Regions from separate parts of the Ovis aries genome. Here region 1 is linked to region 2. Evidence: chromatin contacts called from public Hi-C data. All regions are on one chromosome and are shown on one strand. The core of a region is the stretch at or near the end of the contact, and the rest is flanking DNA. Distances in the headings are between cores, read along the strand shown. Region 1 holds the start of SPCS3 (signal peptidase complex subunit 3). Region 2 holds the start of WDR17 (WD repeat domain 17).

Region 1 (3,915 bases), core at 36-2,535, 140 kb before region 2:
TGTCAGGTCCACTATGTATTTTTGACAATCATCTCAATGCTCACAACATGCCTATGGGTTGGGTGTTACTTCCACTTCAGAAAAAAGCAAATGAACACCAAGGAAGGTAAGAAGCTAGCTCCAGATACACAGGAGCTAACAGTTCAGGATTTACCATGAGCCAGGCTTTTCTAAACTCTTCCAGAGCAGAACAGACTCGGGAGTTTCAGCCAGGGTCTATCTTCATGTAAAAAAAACCCATTTACTAAAAAACGTCAACATAGGCAGGAAAAAAAAAATAGTGGGGGGATAGCTATCAGATGACCAGCTGGTCCGGGTTTCGGACTTAAGAAATAAAACGAAGGGTGAAGACGAGAAAGCACTTGTTGAAAGATGGCATAGAGAAGGATAGGAGAACCAGGGAGGAGAAAAGAAAAAAAAAAAAAAAAAAGCTACGAATCGAAGTAGTAGTCCCGGTAATGGACATTCGCGGAAGGACCATGTCGTTTTAAACTCTACTTGGGGGCATATTTGCAGAGTGTATTCAAGCGGCTTGGCCCTTCAAAAATGTTTAAATTCAAAGCACGCCGTCGCTCAGCGCCGGGGTGTGGCGTCCTCCTCAGGCACCCTCACCCCTCCGGCCCAGTCGGCAGGCACCTTCGGCGGCGGCAGGAACAAGCCGACCCCGGGGAGTGAGGGTTCGGGGGTCGAGCGGCGCGGACCCCGCGCCGGTTGGGGGTGCGGGGAGGGCGCGCCGCGCTGTCGTGGGGCTCCCTCATTGGCCGCGCGCGGGCGCGGAAGTGAGGAACCGGAAGGGAGGGCGGACGCCGACCGGAGCAACGCTCCACAGAAAAACTGAAGAGCGAGCCCGCGAAGGCGCGGCGAAGACGCGGCGCAGGGGGGCGCCGGGGGTCGACCCGCCCGCCCGGGGGCGCCGGCTGCTCGTGAGGGGGCCCCGCAGCCCGGCCGACGCCGCGACGCCCTGCCCGCCCATCCCCGCCCCCCGGCGTCGGCCGCACTCACAGCATGATCCGCGAGACGTGCAGCCGCACCGGGACGCTCCTGTCTTTGAAGGCGGTGGTGATGAAGCAGCCGAACGTGAGCGCCGCCATCACGCTCAGCGAAAAGGCGAACAGCGAGTTCGCCCGCGACAGCACCGTGTTCATCTCGGCCGACGCCCCGAGAACGCACCGCGGCACAGGCACAGCCGGGACCCCGTTCCGGCAGCGGACCGGCTCCCGACGATCCGCGCCGCCTGTGCCGCGCGTTCCGGGGACGCGCGCCACCGCGGCCCCGCCTCCTTTCCGGTCCCGGACGCGATCGAGCGCGCGCGTCCCCGCTGCCCGGACACACCCACCAGCGGGCGGGGCGCGCGCAGAGCCCGAGAGCCTGAGCCGCGCGCGGGGCCTCCCCCTGCCCTTCCGCCAATCAGCGACGAGGAGGGGCGGAGTTTCGCCGAGGAAGGTCCGCCTGCTTGGTGTTACGTCCCCTGGCCCGGCCCGGGTCTGCTTGCCCAGCGTCCTTTCTCCGCCTCTTCGTCAGCTTGTGTGGAACTGTGGCTTCCTGGGTGCTTACGTTCCGTTACTTTGCATTTAAAATCAGCGGCGGGGCAAGATCGTTTGGTGCGTGTCCTGACGGGTCGCGTTTGAAAGCAGCACTTTACAGCGCTCAGTTGTCCCCTTTGTCAAGCCTGATCAAAGTTAGAACATCAGCTTTTGGGGAGGGCGTGGGGCACAAAATGTATCGGATAACTGAAAGGATGACTTCACTGGGCTCTCAGGATCAAAGAAGGTGATCGCTGTGGAATTGCTATGCCACACAAAGGATAGTTTAAATTTTTATAAAGTATATAAATTTATAGTGTAAATTTAGCAAGCCATCAGTACATATTGGCCCTGAGAGACCGTAGGGTTCAGACTGTCAATCCCTGAGCTTAAACTGCCGACACCTTTGTTGTGTTAGCAGCTAGGGTGGGTTTTTGTTTTGGGTTTTTGTTGTGTGTGCGTGTGTAATTTAAAAAATAGGATTCAATGAGCAGTAATCCGCTGAAGTTAACTCCTTAAAAAGTTTTGAGTCCATAAACTAACAGTGCGAACACCTGAGATGCCTGCAGACCAGAAAATGATACTCTGACCCTATTGCTGTTTTACCTGATCTGTTGTTGAGCCCTTGTTTCTTTGTACTACTCAGTAATCACTCAATTTCCATACAGCCATACAGTTAAAATTCTTACTAAATGCCTAGTATGCCAGGTACAGCAGGCTCTAAGAGAACAGGACTAATAAGACAAAGCCCCTGCTAAATTGAAGTAGGGCCAAGTAATGAAAACCAAACAAGCTATAAACTAAAGAGAGATCTTTATCTAAGTTTAAGTGCTGAATTTTTATCTTCCAGGCAGCACAGTAATTAAATGAAGCAATGAATTGTTGAACATCTACTGTGTTGCACGATACAGAGATGTCTGTGTGTATAATATGGATATCAAAGAAGTATCCATTAATTCCTTCTTTATTGAGAAGTTTTTTAGTGTGTGTGTCTTTAGAAGATGTGCTTTAAAGAAGATGTGTTCGTTAACTGCTTTATTCCTGCCTAAGCCAAGAATGTTTGGTAACAGAAGAGAATCTGTTTTTTGTTTTTTTTTTTAAGTTGAACAGTAGCAGGGAAATTCGCTGATACTATTGAAAGGAGACAAAGAGAGACTCCTACCAGAAACTGTATTAGATAACCAAAAATCTGCTTTGAAGAAGAAGGATACTACAACAACCAATGCCAGTCAGCCTAATTCTGAAAATTCCTATGCAGAGAGATGAACTCTCAAAGTAAAGCAAACAGAAAACCCTAAGGCCAATATTCTGAGCTCGCCTCCTGAGAATGGTGCCCATGCATGTCCTCACTGCCTCTGATTCATCTAGGAGTAAATTATTTGAAGACCCATTTATAATTGGAATTATAAAAGAAGCATTTCATTAGACTATCAATCCAGTGTGTAGATCTGAGGCACTATAAATAAATCTCTCAAGCAGCAGCCCTCTCCAGTGAGCTCAAGTAATCAATTATAGCTCCACTGAGAGAGATGCTTTTTAATGTCTGACTTTGCCAAAAAGCAGGCTAACAGCTGATCCATTCCTAAAGACATTAGTGTCAGTTTTCAAACAATCTTTATTCATAAGAAACGTTCTAAGTCAGGCATCCAGAATTCTTTGGTTCTTAATTTTTTTTTTTGATTACTTCAGTGGTCCTGCTGTTAAGTCACTTCAGTCATGTCCAACTCTTTGCAACGCTATGAACTGTAATCCACCAGGCTCCTCTGTCCATTGGATTCTCCAGGCAAGAATACTGGAGTGGGTTGCCATGCCCTTCTCCAGGCAGTCTTCACATACCATGGGGTCAAACTCATGTCTCTTACATCTCTTGCATTGGCCATTATTTAGTAAAAAATAAATTCAGAAACTGAGAACATTGAGGATAGAATCAATAGAGTTTAAACTCCAGTGAAGATTTTGGAATGTTAATTATGGTGGACATCTGTCATTCATGTTTACCTAAATTTTTTTCAGTGCTTTCTCCACATGGTAATATCAGTAGTTCCGCACTGTGTGCATTCTTCCTTCCCAGTGCAGAATCCAAAAAATAACTGCTTTTCCCAGCACTTGGCTGCCAGGTACAGACGTCTGACTCAGATTTCACCAATCGGATAAACCCTAATGAACTTACGATTTGATTGACAATATAAGGAAACAGGAGACTGACATCCAAGTTTTCAGGCCTGGGTGTTTAAGTTTGAGGGTGAGTGAACCAGCCTGGAGAGTCACAGCAGAGGTAGTGTAGCTGAGTGGTCATTGGTGGTAGAAGCAGGACAGGTCTAAGGTCAGATAAGCCAGCCAGTCCCATGCATATGACACATCCCAAGAAAGATCCCTTCTATCTCTGCTGGGT
Region 2 (3,749 bases), core at 991-3,490:
TAGGCTACTAAAATCAATGTTGTTAGTACATGTAAAGTAATAGAAAGCAAGACTTTTATCATTATTTTCTAAAAAAATTCTCTCTCAAGTAGCTGACAATGTGACATCTAGATGCATGTGCCACCTGTGGCTCCAACTTCAGGCTGCCTTTTTTTGCTGTTTCCAAAGTCTAGCCTATTTCAAGTTGTATCTCTCTAGTTACTGAGATCAAGTAACAACAGCCTGAATCTTGTCTCCTCATGCAACAGCCCATGTTTTACCATGAGGGGATTTTTTTTTTTTCTTTCACCATGCAATGGCACTGATCACAGTTGATCATTGTATTTTTCTACCAATTTTTATAACTGAAGTTACAAGTTCTTCTTGAACATTTAAGTAACCTCAAGGAAGAGAAAGGTTTTCCTTTAGGGTTTGCTTCTCTGCACAGTAAATTCTTTGTGGAATTTCTGATTCTCTCCAGGTATCCATATCTAACTTCTTGCTCATAAATCTCTAAGGAATAGTCTCATCAACAATGAGAGAATAACCTCCATGTGACTGTCATAGAACATCACATAGTCTTGGATGTTGAAAAATGCCAGCCGCCCTTAGTCTAATATACGTTTCAGTTAGTAATTTATTAAGAAATCCCTCTCGATCTCCTCATAGGATTTCCATGGATTAAAATATTCTCAGTAAGATCTCTGTTCCTGAAGAAACACTAGAAACAACATACATGACTTCACCTTAATATGTCAATCTGCTAAATGGAATAGATATACAAAATATAAGCAGAGATAATTCAGGAACTGCATAGCGTAGCAGCCATGTTTGTATACACACCATTGCCATGAATGGCTGGGTAAACATTCAGCAATCTGGTAAACTGTTACCTTTTTTGTTTATTAGGTCTGACTTCAAATAAATTCTGGAATACCGGAAAAAAAATGTGAATCTTTCGAAACTGAATTTCATTTTAGTCTTCACTATAGCATTTAGGCAAGTAAAATCAGGTAGTCTTGAGAATTTGCGCATATTTTACTAATAGTGACAATCTCATCACTCGTGTTGGACTTCTAGTATCTATTTGGGCAAAAGACACAAACAAAAATGAATAAATAAAACTGTTCCTACTCTTTTCTGAGTAATATAAAAACTGCTGTGGCTCATCCTTACAGGCTAAGGGTTTCAAGGTAGAGCACAGAAAACAACAAACACACTTTAGCCCTAGTAGTCCATCTACTGAGAGCAGAGGAATTTAAAAATATTATTTTCTAAATTAAATTAATCTGTGTCTTTCTGATATATAAAATTATTATGTGACTAGTAGATAACAAAAGTTTTAAGTACAGTAATAATTATTTTAAAAGAACGATGAGTTTTTCTGCAGGGTACTTCTGCAAGAATTATACACTGACAGACTTAGAAATGTAATCTCTCTCTTTAAACCACTGTTGGAGACTTTTAAATAAATATGTATCTATACAGATGTGCATATATGGAAGTTACAATCCATGTGTGATTTATTTTTGATACATGACCCAAGTTATCACTAAACTTCATTCAAATCAATTGATTTTAATTAACATAGTAAAGAAAGTTTATATATGTATAAACTATATTTTTAATACAGTAAAAGAACTTCAGAAATTAATTTCTAAAAAACAGGAGATTATATCTTATGATCTACTTAAGACACTCTATGCCTCTGACATTCAATGCTATTTTTCTAGAACACATTTCCTTCCAACTCAAAGACTTCTTGGTACAACCTGTATATGAAGACAGGCGCTTACACAAGTGCCCGCGGACACAGCAATAAGAGTTCCAATCTGGAGCTAGACGCACACAGATTGAACCAGCTTAAAACATGAAATCGAGACAACGAGCCTCGGCAGGGTGGTAGGTGACACTCCAGGGCTGTTCAGGGGATTCACGGCTGGTCGCCGCGGCACCGCTTGGTAACCAGGTGTGCGGCGCCGACTCCCGGGACATCAACGCGCGCGAAGCCCCGCAGGGCGCGCGCACGGCCCCGCGACCCTCCCACGACGCCACGCGCGGTCCGACGGCCATTCCCCTGCAGCCCGCGCCCTCCCGGGCCCCTCGCCCGGCGGCCCGCCGCTGCTTACCTGGCGGAGGCGGCGACCACGGAGGGGACAGACGGTGCAAGGTGCCGAAGCCCACCCGGCGGCTGAGCGAACGCGGCACCCGGACCCGCCCCGCCGCGCCCTCCTCTCGTGAGCGGCGGGCTCCGAGGGCCCGGGAGGCGGGCGCCGCGGGCCGGGCCCCACGTGACCCGCACGCCGACCGCTGATTGGAGGGCCGGGGGCTGTTGCGCCCGGAGACCAGGCTCCCGGAGGTGGTTACCTGGCAACCCAGAGTCTGCTCTGAAGACTGGATTCCCGGAGTTTGGTGAGGCTGAAAGTGGGGGAAGAAGCAGTGAGCCACCGGCGTTCTCACCATCCAACACACATAGCTGCTGCTGCTGCTAAGTCGCTTCAGTCGCGTCCGACTCTGTGCGACCGCATGGACGGCAGCCCACCAGGCTCCCATGTCCCTGGGATTCTCCAGGCAAGAACACTGGAGTGGGTTGCCATTTTCTTCTCCAAGGCATGAAAGTGAAAAGTGAAAATGAAGTCCCTCAGTCGTGTCCGACTCTTTGCGACCCCATGGACTGCAGCCCACCAGGCTCCTCCATCCATGGGATTTTCCAGTCAAGAGTACTGGAGTGGGTTGCCATTGCCTTCTCCTAACACACATAGAGTCTTCACATAATACATATGGATCCTTCACCTTCTAGGAAAATGAGTCAAGTATGCCGTAAGTCACCTCAGCTCCTTGAGGAGTGTGGGCTTCCTTGAGCTGAGCCTCCTTCAGATAAGTTGAACCCATCACCTGGAATGTGAATACAGAATACTGTCTCTTGGGCACTTCGTTACCGTCTGATTGGGCTCAAGAAGCTCTGTGCAGTACCCCTACGAAAGCTATTTGTTACTGTTAGTGGGTTTGTGTGTAATTAATTTAGCTCCCCTCAAAGTGTGCAAACTAACATTTTCCTGGTGGAATCTGGTTGAATGGAGCTCCCCTCAAAGTGTGCAAACTGACATTTTCCTGGTGGAACCTGGTTGAATGGAAATGGTACTGTCATTCACATTTTCTTCTTCATGTCTCTGAAATCTCTTCATTGCCAGTAGCCTTCATCAAACACACAGGAGAAAATAAGCCTTCAGATACTCGGAATGAAGTGTGTTTAATAACACTTATTGAGCTTTCACTATATGTCAGACTCTGAATAGTTAATAAATTAATGGTTTACTCCAACCAACCAACTAACCAGGGACATTCATTCCCTAGACTTAATCCTGATCCTCTTATGCCATAAACTTTTTTCTTCCAAAGTATTCTGCATAGTCTATTACCTACCACGGCCCTGAACATTCTATTTTGCAAATTAAAATTGGCTTAAAAGTTACCTCTCCACATAGACATGCTTTTTAAAAGCTAGAATCAGTTCTTACAGGTCTGTTCCCTTCATTCTAACAAATAGCAGATCTTCAATAAATATTGGCTCGATGGATGGATAAATAAATAAATAAGCACATACTCTACCAGAGAAAATAGAGGACAATGCCTAAGTACATTTGATATGTTAAGTCCTAAAATAGGGTTATGTAAAAGTTCTGTGAGATAATTACAGATGAGGGAAGGAGAAAGTTTTTTTCATTGTTTTCAGAGAAACTCTCAATAAGTAATATTTTGGACTGGAATTT

Evidence for each region. Hi-C and Micro-C count contacts between places; a contact is called where the count stands out from the background.
Region 1: a Hi-C map of tail adipose tissue shows a contact between it and region 2, with 3 times the contacts expected there. The contact joins the promoter of SPCS3 here to the promoter of WDR17 in region 2. A contact is called at or near these places in 2 of 16 Hi-C or Micro-C datasets (both in tail adipose tissue).

Annotation. Positions count from the first base shown.
Region 1 is chr26:6,978,720-6,982,634 of ARS-UI_Ramb_v3.0, reverse strand. It overlaps SPCS3 (signal peptidase complex subunit 3), which reads right to left and starts at 1,285. Exons shown (of 5, transcript XM_015104550.4): 1 at 1,003-1,285. The coding sequence starts at 1,145.
Region 2 is chr26:6,841,846-6,845,594 of ARS-UI_Ramb_v3.0, reverse strand. It overlaps WDR17 (WD repeat domain 17), which reads right to left and starts at 2,240. Exons shown (of 29, transcript XM_060406956.1): 1 at 2,109-2,240.